Regions from separate parts of the Mus musculus genome. Here all the other regions are linked to region 1. A link is a contact called in public promoter capture Hi-C data. All regions are on one chromosome and are shown on one strand. Each heading gives the region's core, a stretch centred on a gene start, on an enhancer-like site or on the middle of the called end of the contact. The rest is flanking DNA. Distances are from core to core; before and after follow the strand shown.

Region 1 (3,082 bases), core at 304-2,803:
ACCGCAGACACTGAGAGCTGGGCAGCCAGGCGCAGGAGCCCAGAGGCTGCTCAGTTTAGGCTCTTACCAGAAAATGGCTACTCCTTCACGTTGGGACTAGGGGTACGTTCTGAAACATTTTGTATACCGAGTCTCTTCACCTGTAAAACGAAGGCAACAACAGGGCATGCTCCAGGCTGAAGTGTGGGAAACGTCTACATCACCAGTTCATCTGAAGAGCATCACAAGGAATCTGAGCAGGAGAAAACTTCCAAATGGGTGTGTGCGGGGGTAGGGGGTGGGGTGGGGTGTGTGTGTGTGTGTGTGTGTGTGTGTGTGTGTGTGCGTGTATGTGTGTGTGCGTGTGAGCTCAACGAGGGGCTGGAAAGACAGCCCAGAGGTTAGGGCATTTGCTTTTATAGAGGTTCAGGGTTGAGCTCTCAGCAGCCACAATGAGTGGCACACACACATATATTCAGGTATATAGACATACCCAGAAAATGATTTGTATTCTTTAAAAATGAGTCAAGGTGTGGGCTGGGTGTGACAAGGCACACTCCTTTAGTCCCAGTACTAGGGAGGCAGAGGCAGGAAGATCTCTGTGACTTGGAGGCCAGCCTGGTCTATAGAGTGAGTGCCATGATAGCCAAGGACACACAGAGAAACCCTGTCTCAAAAGAAGGAAAAAAAAAAAAAGAAAGAAAGAAAGAAAAAGAAAAGAAACCAATGCCAAGGTATGCTTATTTTGGGGTTGTCGTCACTATGTTAATGGGCATTTTCATTGTAGCACTGGGCTGCCACATACATTCTTCCTGCAGTGGCACCCACAGGGTCCTGTGACAAGGCAGAAGTCTTCTCTCCCTTGTTAGCAGTTACACTGAAGGAGTAAGGCTGAAGTAGTTGGTCACGGCAGGAATTGTCTTCCGTCTGTTAAAACCCATACGCTGGGCACAGTGGTGTAGAATGGCGGATACTTTCAGGTTGAGACAGGGGCATTCCAAGTTTGAGGGCAGCCTAGGCTATATAAAGAGACCCAGTCTCAAAGCCACCACATGATTCAGGGTTTTATCTTTTAAAGAAACTCAGCTGTGTGGCAGGAGAGGAGATAAGGTGAGGAGATGAGGTGAGGGAGAGATGGCCGTCTCTCTCCTAGCTGGAAGAGCACTCGGAATCCCTTTGTTAACATTGTGTCGGAACTCCGGTCCACTATGGGTATTTTCTTTTGCAGTGTTGGGGCTGAACCTAGGACTGTGCCGTGCTAGGCCAATCCTCCACCTCTGCCCTACAGTTGCCTACAACTCTGGCCTGAGTTACATTTTAACAGACTACACAGAGAGCTATGAACATTTTGTTTGGTTTTTCTGATGATTACAATTCACACTAAGAGAAAGAGCCAGAGTTGCATATCCTAGATAGTTTAACATTTAAAAACTTACCTGTGTTCTCCATAAGTGAAAACTGAGCTTTGAGTCTCTAGAAATACCATTCCAAGATTAATAAGTGACCACTCAACATGGGCAGGACAACGGAGCCAGGTTTCCTTAGGGGAGGAAACGCCACGTGGAAATGGAATGTGCAGAGCGGCACCACGCCGTGACAGTTGTGACAGTCACCGTGTGCATCTGGTCCTCACCGAACACAGAGCCCAGTGACAGCAGGGGCAAATCAGCAGGCTGTCAGCTTTAAAAATTCTACCTTGACACCTTAGGTTTTCTTTTCCTTTCAAGAGAGTTTACACCCAAATTACAGAAGAAAAACAAACAAAACAAAACAAAACAAATGGAATCTTGTAGGATTTACAGTCCGCTAACTGTAAGCTAGGGGCTGTTTTCCAGCTAATCAGCTGAGCCGTTTCTGCATTTCTTGGTGCTCCTTACAGACAGACAGGATGGGAAGATGATACTCACTGGAGAGGACTGTTGTGAGGAAGATGTAGTCAGAGAAGGAGATGAGCCCACACTCTCCAAGGCTGTAGAAGATGCTGCCTTCATCAGCAAATTTTTCTCGTTCCTGGGCAATTTTCTAGCAGGGGCACAGGTCCCAGCAAGAAACAGAAAAGATACGACTGAATCAGAACACAGGCAGGGAGAACGGACGACATTTATCCCAGTTCCCTCGTCCCCTAAGCACTTCTAGGACGGCCATTCAAAATCCATGGATCCTTTACAGTTTTTAAGCTAATGAAGATTCCAAGACAAGAGGTCATTTGTTCTTCACGTAAACACCGGGTTCATTGAAATTTGAAGATGTTTTCAGTTTTTTCCTGCCATCGAACACATGGCCTAACTTCAGAACTGTGTCACTTTTAGAACACCTGGCATCACTCTTAAGACTATTATTTGGTGGTATAAAGGAAAAAAAAAAAAAAAACAACCAAAGAAAAGAGAAAGCTAAAACTGGTTCCAACTGGCCAATCAATCAATCAAATTAAAAAATCATACTGTTGGTGATCTTGAAGCAGAGGGAAGGCAGCTGTTCTCAAGGCCATATATACGCTTCTGAAATACTAATTTTAAACTTTCCTTTTGGAGTCTTAATCTTAATCTAGAACACAGAAGAGTATTTAGGATAAAGAATATTCTGAAGTGTAATCCGGAAACGGACTTTTGCATTATCATTATGTTAGCGGATGCTACTGAGTTTCAGCTGTTTGATGGAAATAAGCCGCTTCCAGACTCAGCTCTTGCTCCCAGTGTACACTCCCTTCCTTTACTCAAGAGTCACGCAGGCCAGTTCTTAGTTCCAGTAACAGCCTGCTGGACGCACTGTTTCCTGGTCTCTGAATTCCTCATTGAAGGTACTTTCAAAAACTGCAAAGGATCCACCAGAGGGCTGCACTTGAAACAAAGTCCGTAAGTTCTGGACCAACCACAGGCACTTAAGGAAATATTTATTCTGTGCACCGAGGGGGCAAAAAGAAAGAGGTTTTAAGAATTCAAACCAAGGCAGCATAACCAAAGAAACACTCTCATGCAAGCGAGAAAGCAAGAGGCGGCACTGCAGGCGAGAGCCTCGTGAGAACGGACAAGCACCAACACACCAGCATCCAGGCACAACCTGCCACGGTTACCTCGGTCTAGTGGAGATCCCATCAACACAAAGG
Region 2 (3,082 bases), core at 291-2,790, 230 kb after region 1:
GGGTGGCCCTTGTTCTCCCTCACCTAGAGTTCTCCTGCCCCTAGCTCAGTGGTTCAGGACCTTCCTCGTCCCGTGACCCCTTAATAAAGTTCCTCATGTTGTGCTGACCCCCAGCCACAACACTATTTTTGTTGCTACTCCATAACTGTAATCTTGGATAATAGAGGGTTTTGTCAGAGGGATCGCGACCCCCAGGTTGAGAACCACTGTTGTAGCTGCTAGGCATGCAGCTGCCCTTGCGTGATCCAGCAGGAGAATCTCCTCAGCTCCCTCACACAGTGAGCGGAACGCCTGGTGGTGGCCGCCTCTCCAGACAACCCTGCCTGCGCTGCTGCCAGTCAGGGCTTTCCTCATAACCTTGGTGCTTCTGCGGCAAGGTTAGTGGTTGAGCTTACCACACTTGTCATCTCTGCCTTCACACACCATCCTGATTCCTCCCCAGCCACCCCTCCCACTGGGGTCCCGTAAAGTTGCAGGTGGTATGCAGAGACTGAGGGTGACATTTTAAAAACACACCAGAGTTTTGTTTTTGTTTTTATTTTAAATGGTCATAATAGAAACCCCAGTGTCTAAAAACATTCTGTGACCGTCACATTTAGTGGCAGCTTAGAGGAAACTGAATATGAAAGAGCCAGAGGTACTCTAGGGAGGCACGCTTGCTCAGTAGCTATTTATCTGGGGTTGAGATGAGCTGCTTTTATGTGTTGGTATGTAGTCAAGAATTGCGTTTTCTTTCTCACTTTGAGTGTCTATGTAAATTCTCCAAGTGGAAATGAAGCTCCATTTATCTCCGAGTGTCCCCGGGCCAGGCTTCTGTAAGACCTCACAAGGCTGCGGGTTTTCATCTTATTTTAATTTGCAAGAAAAGCACTATAATGCATGTGTAGCCATTTATTTTAATCTAGTGTCAGTTGTCGGTGTAATCATGGAAATGAATGAAGGGATCCCTGAGACAAAGGAGGTTTTTATAGAAATCAAAGGAGCGTTGCTCAGCAACTCTTAATTAATAGTTGTTTACTGACTGTGTATTCCAGGGACATGTCGAGCAATTTAGGGATCCTGAAGAAAATAGCCACTTCCTCCACTCCAAGCCGCTTCTCTCCAGTTTGAGAGGAGAGTTACAAGACTCAAGGAAGGCAGTTTACTACAGTGAACACACAAGATGACAGATCGCCAGTGTGGTAGCACATACCTTAAATCCCAGCCCTCAGAAGACAGAGGCAGGCAGCTCTCTGAGTTCGAGGCCAGTCTGGCCTACGTAGTGAGTTCCAGAGAGCCAGAGCTACATAGTGAGACCCTGTCTTAAAAAATAAAATAAAATAAAATAAAATAAAATAAAGACACTTTAGTAGACTGATCTGTTGAGAGATCATTTCAGTAGGTATGAATTGCAGAGTCAGAGGCAACACCAGTTTGTAGTCCCGGCTGGCTGTGGGGTTTTGGCAGGGTTGGTTCAATAGCTGGGCTGCTGTGGACTGCACTGGAATGTTAGGGAGTAGCCAGCCATTGTTTACTCTCCTCCCAATGAGTCACATCGTGGGAAGAGCTGTGCTTAGAATCAGATGTGTCTGATTTCAGTCACGGGCTGCTCTCTGCCCTGTGCCCGCCCTGGGTGTCAGTGTTTATAGAAAGGGTAAGGATGATAGTTACAGGTCACAGGAGGGTTGGGATTAAATTATGCAGAAGCACGCACATACAGTGTCCCCAGCTTTCCGACTAAGTGCAGCCTTCCTGAAGACATGATGCGTGGGCAGAGACGTCTGCAGCGTTAGTTGTCTCCTTGCTACCTGCTTTCGTCCACACCAGTAAGCTCAGGTTTCCCTACCTTCTTTTAGAAGTCACCATGGACTGGACCTCACATGGCCAAACGCAAGGACATGCGTATGTAGGAAGGGAGGGATTGTTCAAGGGACGTATTCTTAAGCATTCAATAAACTTTTCCCAAGTTTAACACTATAAACGACCTTTATATCAAGTTGAAGAAAATATAAATTGAAAGACAATTATGCTGAGTTTGCACCTTGTGGCACAGAATGTGTGCCTGTTTTGGGCCTGGCTGGGGTGCGATGGGGAAAGGCCATCTATTCTTTTTTTTTTCTTTTTTTTAAGATTTATTTATTTATCTTATGTGTATGAGTACACTGTAGCTGTCTCCAGACACACCAGAAGAGGGCATTGCATCCCATTACAGATGGTTGTGAGCCACCATGTGGGTGCTGAGAATTGAACTCAGGACCTCTGGAAGAACAGTCAGTGTTCTTAACTGCTGAGCCATCTCTCCAGCCCCAGAAAAAAAGCCTTCTTTAGCCTCTCCAGCCCACAGTAATCTTTCCTTACTGAAAATTTCATTTCTCTTGGTTGTATAAATTTGACTGAACTGACCCCCCCCACACACACACTTCAGTATTGTTACAATTCAAGGTATATCTTTTTATACATGTATCCTGACTTGCTCAATAGATCATGGCCACTTAGCAATCACTGACCTTGTGGTTTTAAAAGATGTTTTTATTATTATTATTATTATTATTATTATTTGAGTATTTTATACCACATCCATGCCCAATGCTAAAGGAGGTGTTTTGCTTCCATGTGGGTACTGGGAATTGAACCTGGGTCCTTTGCAAGAATAAGTGCTCTTGACTACTGGGCCAACTCTCCCCAATACTTTGAACTTGTGTTTTAATCTTCTATTTACTTGATGGTTCATCAGTGATACTTTGTACATAATAGGCACTTGGGTTGATCATCCCTTCTCCTTGAGGCTAGTGATTATAATTGTCAGGAAGCAAGAACAAACCCTGCTTATTCATTCAGTAAGTATCCAGGTCCGCCCTAAACAAACAGCAGTTGAATTCGAGTGTATACCTCTAGTTGGCTAAATAAGTCAGCAGCTGCTGTCCAGCATGGTCTTGAAAGGACAAGGCTATGGCAGAAGGACATAGGCAGGAGCCTGGTGTGCATACAAACCAGCAACGGAAGTTCTGTACCTTGCCCATGTTGCTAAGAGGCAGCAGAGATGGATGAGTTTAAAAACTCATTGGGTTGATGTGGCAGCCTATAATCTAAGCTCTAGGGAACC
Region 3 (3,082 bases), core at 277-2,776, 150 kb after region 1:
TCTAAACCTTCCCCCACTTGGATTTTAAAAAGGAGCTGAAAGAATTGAGTGGCTCTTAATAAGAAACAGCTCGGAAGTCTAAGAAAGTAGAGGAACTGCAGGTTTCCTTTGTTACACCACATTCAACGAACCATTGCTAGGAACTTAGTTTCTTGTGTAGTGGTTCTCAACCCTCCTAATGTTGTGACCCCTTAATACATTTCCTCATACTGTGGTGACCTTAAACCATAACACTGTTTTTGTTGCTATCTCATATCTGTAATTTTACCACTGCTTTGAATCATAATGTAAATACCTGTGTTTTAGGATAGCCTTGGGAAACTCTTGTGAAAAAAACTTTTGACGCAAAGGGTCGCGACCCATCGGTTGAGAAACCTTGTCCTGTGGCAAGTCGTGTTTTCAAGAGAAAGTTGAGTGAGGTCAGTCCAAGCCAGGCATGATGGTTCATGCTTGTGATCATAGCACTCAGGAGGCTGAGGCAGGACGATCATAAGTTCAAGGCTAGCCTCAGGATGTAGTATGACTTAATCTCAACAAAAATCCGAAGTACTACAACAAAACAACAACAACAACAAAAAGGGTAATTCTACGCTGGGTGTGATGGTCCATACCTATAACCCCCAGCACTGGGGATGGTGAGGTTGGAGGTGAGTTTGAGGTCATCCTGGGCTACATAGAGCATTGCCGGTCAGGCTGGGCAACATAATGACAGTCCCCCGTATCCCCGACCCCCCCGCAAAAAAAAGTTATTCTCAACTGTGTTCTACTTGCTATCTTAGCAAAATTATGAAACTTGGTTCATCTTTACATGGCTTTATTACATTGCTGGCGTCTTCTGTTTTTGTAGTTTATTTTAAAAGGGAGACCAAGGTCAAACATGGTAACGAACAGTGTTGCTTTTAGAGAGGAATGCGGATCTAAGGGTGCTGGGGAAAAGAATCAGATGTTTCAATTGTGTAGCGTTCTGTTCATTCAGCCCAATGGCAGGTACTCATCCTGGGAGTTTGAAGCTACAACCATTCTACCTAATACCATGCTACACAGCACTGCCATTGGATAACTTTACAATTCAGGGTTAGTCTCGGCACATCCAAATGCTATCTGTTATGGATGCTAACTTTAGACATGCGGTCGAGAGTTGTAGCCAACCTCCTTAAAATGACCAGTTGGGTGCTTAGGCAGACAACTTAGAACACTCAGAACTCAACTCGGAACAAGCTCTGCACAGGTATCTATTTCCCCTAGCTCTCTTATCAAGTCACTTGGTAAAGATTAGCCAAATCGAACGGGCAATCCCTTACTGCTCCATTCCCAGAGGCTCGAACGCCAGAGACCGGTCCCCTAGAATTTGCCCGTAAGGTAACTCTGGAAGTGACAGACAGCCCGAAGCCGGGATTCTCCCGCCTTTTGATTGGACTTTGCAGGAAGCCCCGCCTCAGAGGCTTGACTCAGGACTGCAATTGGCCTAGTGAGGCTGAGTGGCGGGTCTTGGCCACGCCCCTGCCGTCCGCTGCGCTGCCTGGGCCAGCGCCGTTTCCAGTTGAGAGATGGCGGCCGCCGCAGGTAGATCGCTCCTGCTGCTGCTCTGCTCCCGGGGCGGCGGCGGGGGCGCCGGCGGCTGCGGAGCGCTGACTGCCGGCTGCTTTCCCGGGCTGGGCGTCAGCCGCCACCGGCCGCACCAGCAGCACCGGACGGTGAGCGAGCGCGGCTCCGGGGAGGGCGGGGCGGCGTGGGGAGCCGCGGGCAGGCCGGGGCGCCCGGCGACTTCCCTCAACTCGCGGCCGCCCCGGGGTGGCGGGCCACCGAGCCGCCGTGTCCTTCAGCGCCTGCGGCGGCGGCGGAGAAGGCAGGGCGGGCGGGAGGCAGGAGAGGAGGAGGAGGGGCGACAGCAGGGATGTTCCCGCAGGACTGGGGACGCCAGGGCGGGGAAGGCACGGGACTTGAACCTCTCCCTGACCCGCCTCCGGGCTCGGTCCCTCCTTCCGTCGTTTCTGACAGCTTTGCTCCAATGCTCCCGAACTGAGCCCGGTGCAAGTTGTCCCCTTCTCACCTCCTCTGGGCGGGTTGGAGCGTCCGGAGTTGCCGCGGTTGCCGGTGTGTCAGGAGAGTGGCAGTGCCATGCTGCTGGGAACTGTCCCCGGAGAGCACCCCGGGACCCCAGGAGGCTGCTGCCTCGCCCTCTCCCGGCCCCCTAGGAACACGCAGGGAGGAAAATCAAACTTTATCCTTCTCTGATCAGGTCCCCTGCCTGTGCGTGTTCTGCTTCCTCGAGGTGGATGCTGCATTGCTTCAGGAGGCAAACACCATCCCCTCGGGTTCTTAAAGATCCCGGTGGTCCCTTCCGAGGGTTGTGCACGCGTGCCCAAAGGAAGGGCAGCAGGCACAAGAGAGGCGGCATGGCAAGTTGTTCACAGAGGGAGAGATTTAGTGATTCCATTAATCAGTTCTTGCCGGGTTTCATTGCTTGGCAAAGAAGGAATTCTGTCAGTAGCCCAGGGGCGTGTGTATGTGTAGTGTTGGCGGTATGGTACCTGAGCTTGGCATGGAGTTCTTGACCTAACAGGTCAGCAGGTTCCCTTCCTTTGGACTTTCGAGGCCCATATGTGTTGGTCTCTGGCCAACTCTTGAGAGAACAAGTGTAGGTTTAATTTCATAAGGTGAACTTGTGTAGTGTGATGAGAAGGCTCACTGCAGCTGGCCCAATAGAGAAGGTGCTGCCTTCAGCCCGTGCATCATGATCTGTCTTGTTCTGTTTCCCTGTCTCCTAAGAGGAAAGGACTAGAGCTTTGCAGAGAGGATAGCCCTAGACCTGTGGTAGCATAAAATTGTGGGAACGCACTATGAAAAGAACCGAGGCGCTGAGAATACAAGATAGTATTGCTATTATTAGTGGTAGTGATGGACCTGAGCTTCCTTCTTGTGAGAAGATTGTACTTTTTCATATTTGGCATACTGACATTGCTTTGCTAAAGCTTTTGGGTGAGAGCCGAGTTTTTCTATAGTTCAATTCTGATTTGCATGTATGATAGCCTCCAGTTATGTTCTCTGAAAGACATACAGGCCACCCCCAAAATGTGATGGC

The links. Promoter capture Hi-C pulls out the DNA fragments that hold promoters and counts their contacts. Capture Hi-C pulls out chosen DNA fragments and counts their contacts.
Region 2: a contact with region 1 is called in a promoter capture Hi-C map of liver. The contact joins two enhancer-like sites. A contact is called at or near these places in 1 of 484 Hi-C or Micro-C datasets (nephron progenitors) and 3 of 9 other capture datasets (adipose tissue, embryonic stem cells and liver).
Region 3: a promoter capture Hi-C map of liver shows a contact between it and region 1, with 2.4 times the contacts expected there. The contact joins the promoter of Mcu here to the enhancer-like site in region 1. A contact is called at or near these places in 5 of 39 promoter capture datasets (the 3T3-L1 cell line, 3T3-L1-derived adipocytes, hippocampal neurons and 2 more), 5 of 115 datasets of contacts at active chromatin or transcription factors (bone marrow-derived macrophages, double positive thymocytes, embryonic stem cells and 2 more) and 3 of 9 other capture datasets (adipose tissue, liver and pancreatic islet).

What each region holds. Positions count from the first base shown.
Region 1 is chr10:59,767,057-59,770,138 of GRCm38.p6, reverse strand. It overlaps Micu1 (mitochondrial calcium uptake 1), which reads right to left. Exons shown (of 12, transcript NM_144822.3): 6 at 1,887-2,001. Among named protein-coding and RNA genes, the nearest start is that of Gm17059, 32 kb to the left of the region's middle. Within about 2 kb of position 1,553, at least 8 of the 459 cell types and tissues checked have an H3K27ac peak or open chromatin away from gene starts, as enhancers often do. A contact at or near this core is called in liver, where this site is marked.
Region 2 is chr10:59,536,214-59,539,295 of GRCm38.p6, reverse strand. All of the region lies in intron 1 of Mcu (mitochondrial calcium uniporter), which reads left to right. Among named protein-coding and RNA genes, the nearest start is that of Gm40671, 38 kb to the left of the region's middle. Within about 2 kb of position 1,540, at least 75 of the 459 cell types and tissues checked have an H3K27ac peak or open chromatin away from gene starts, as enhancers often do. A contact at or near this core is called in liver, where this site is marked.
Region 3 is chr10:59,615,136-59,618,217 of GRCm38.p6, reverse strand. It overlaps Mcu (mitochondrial calcium uniporter), which reads left to right and starts at 1,526. Exons shown (of 8, transcript NM_001033259.4): 1 at 1,526-1,694. The coding sequence starts at 1,548.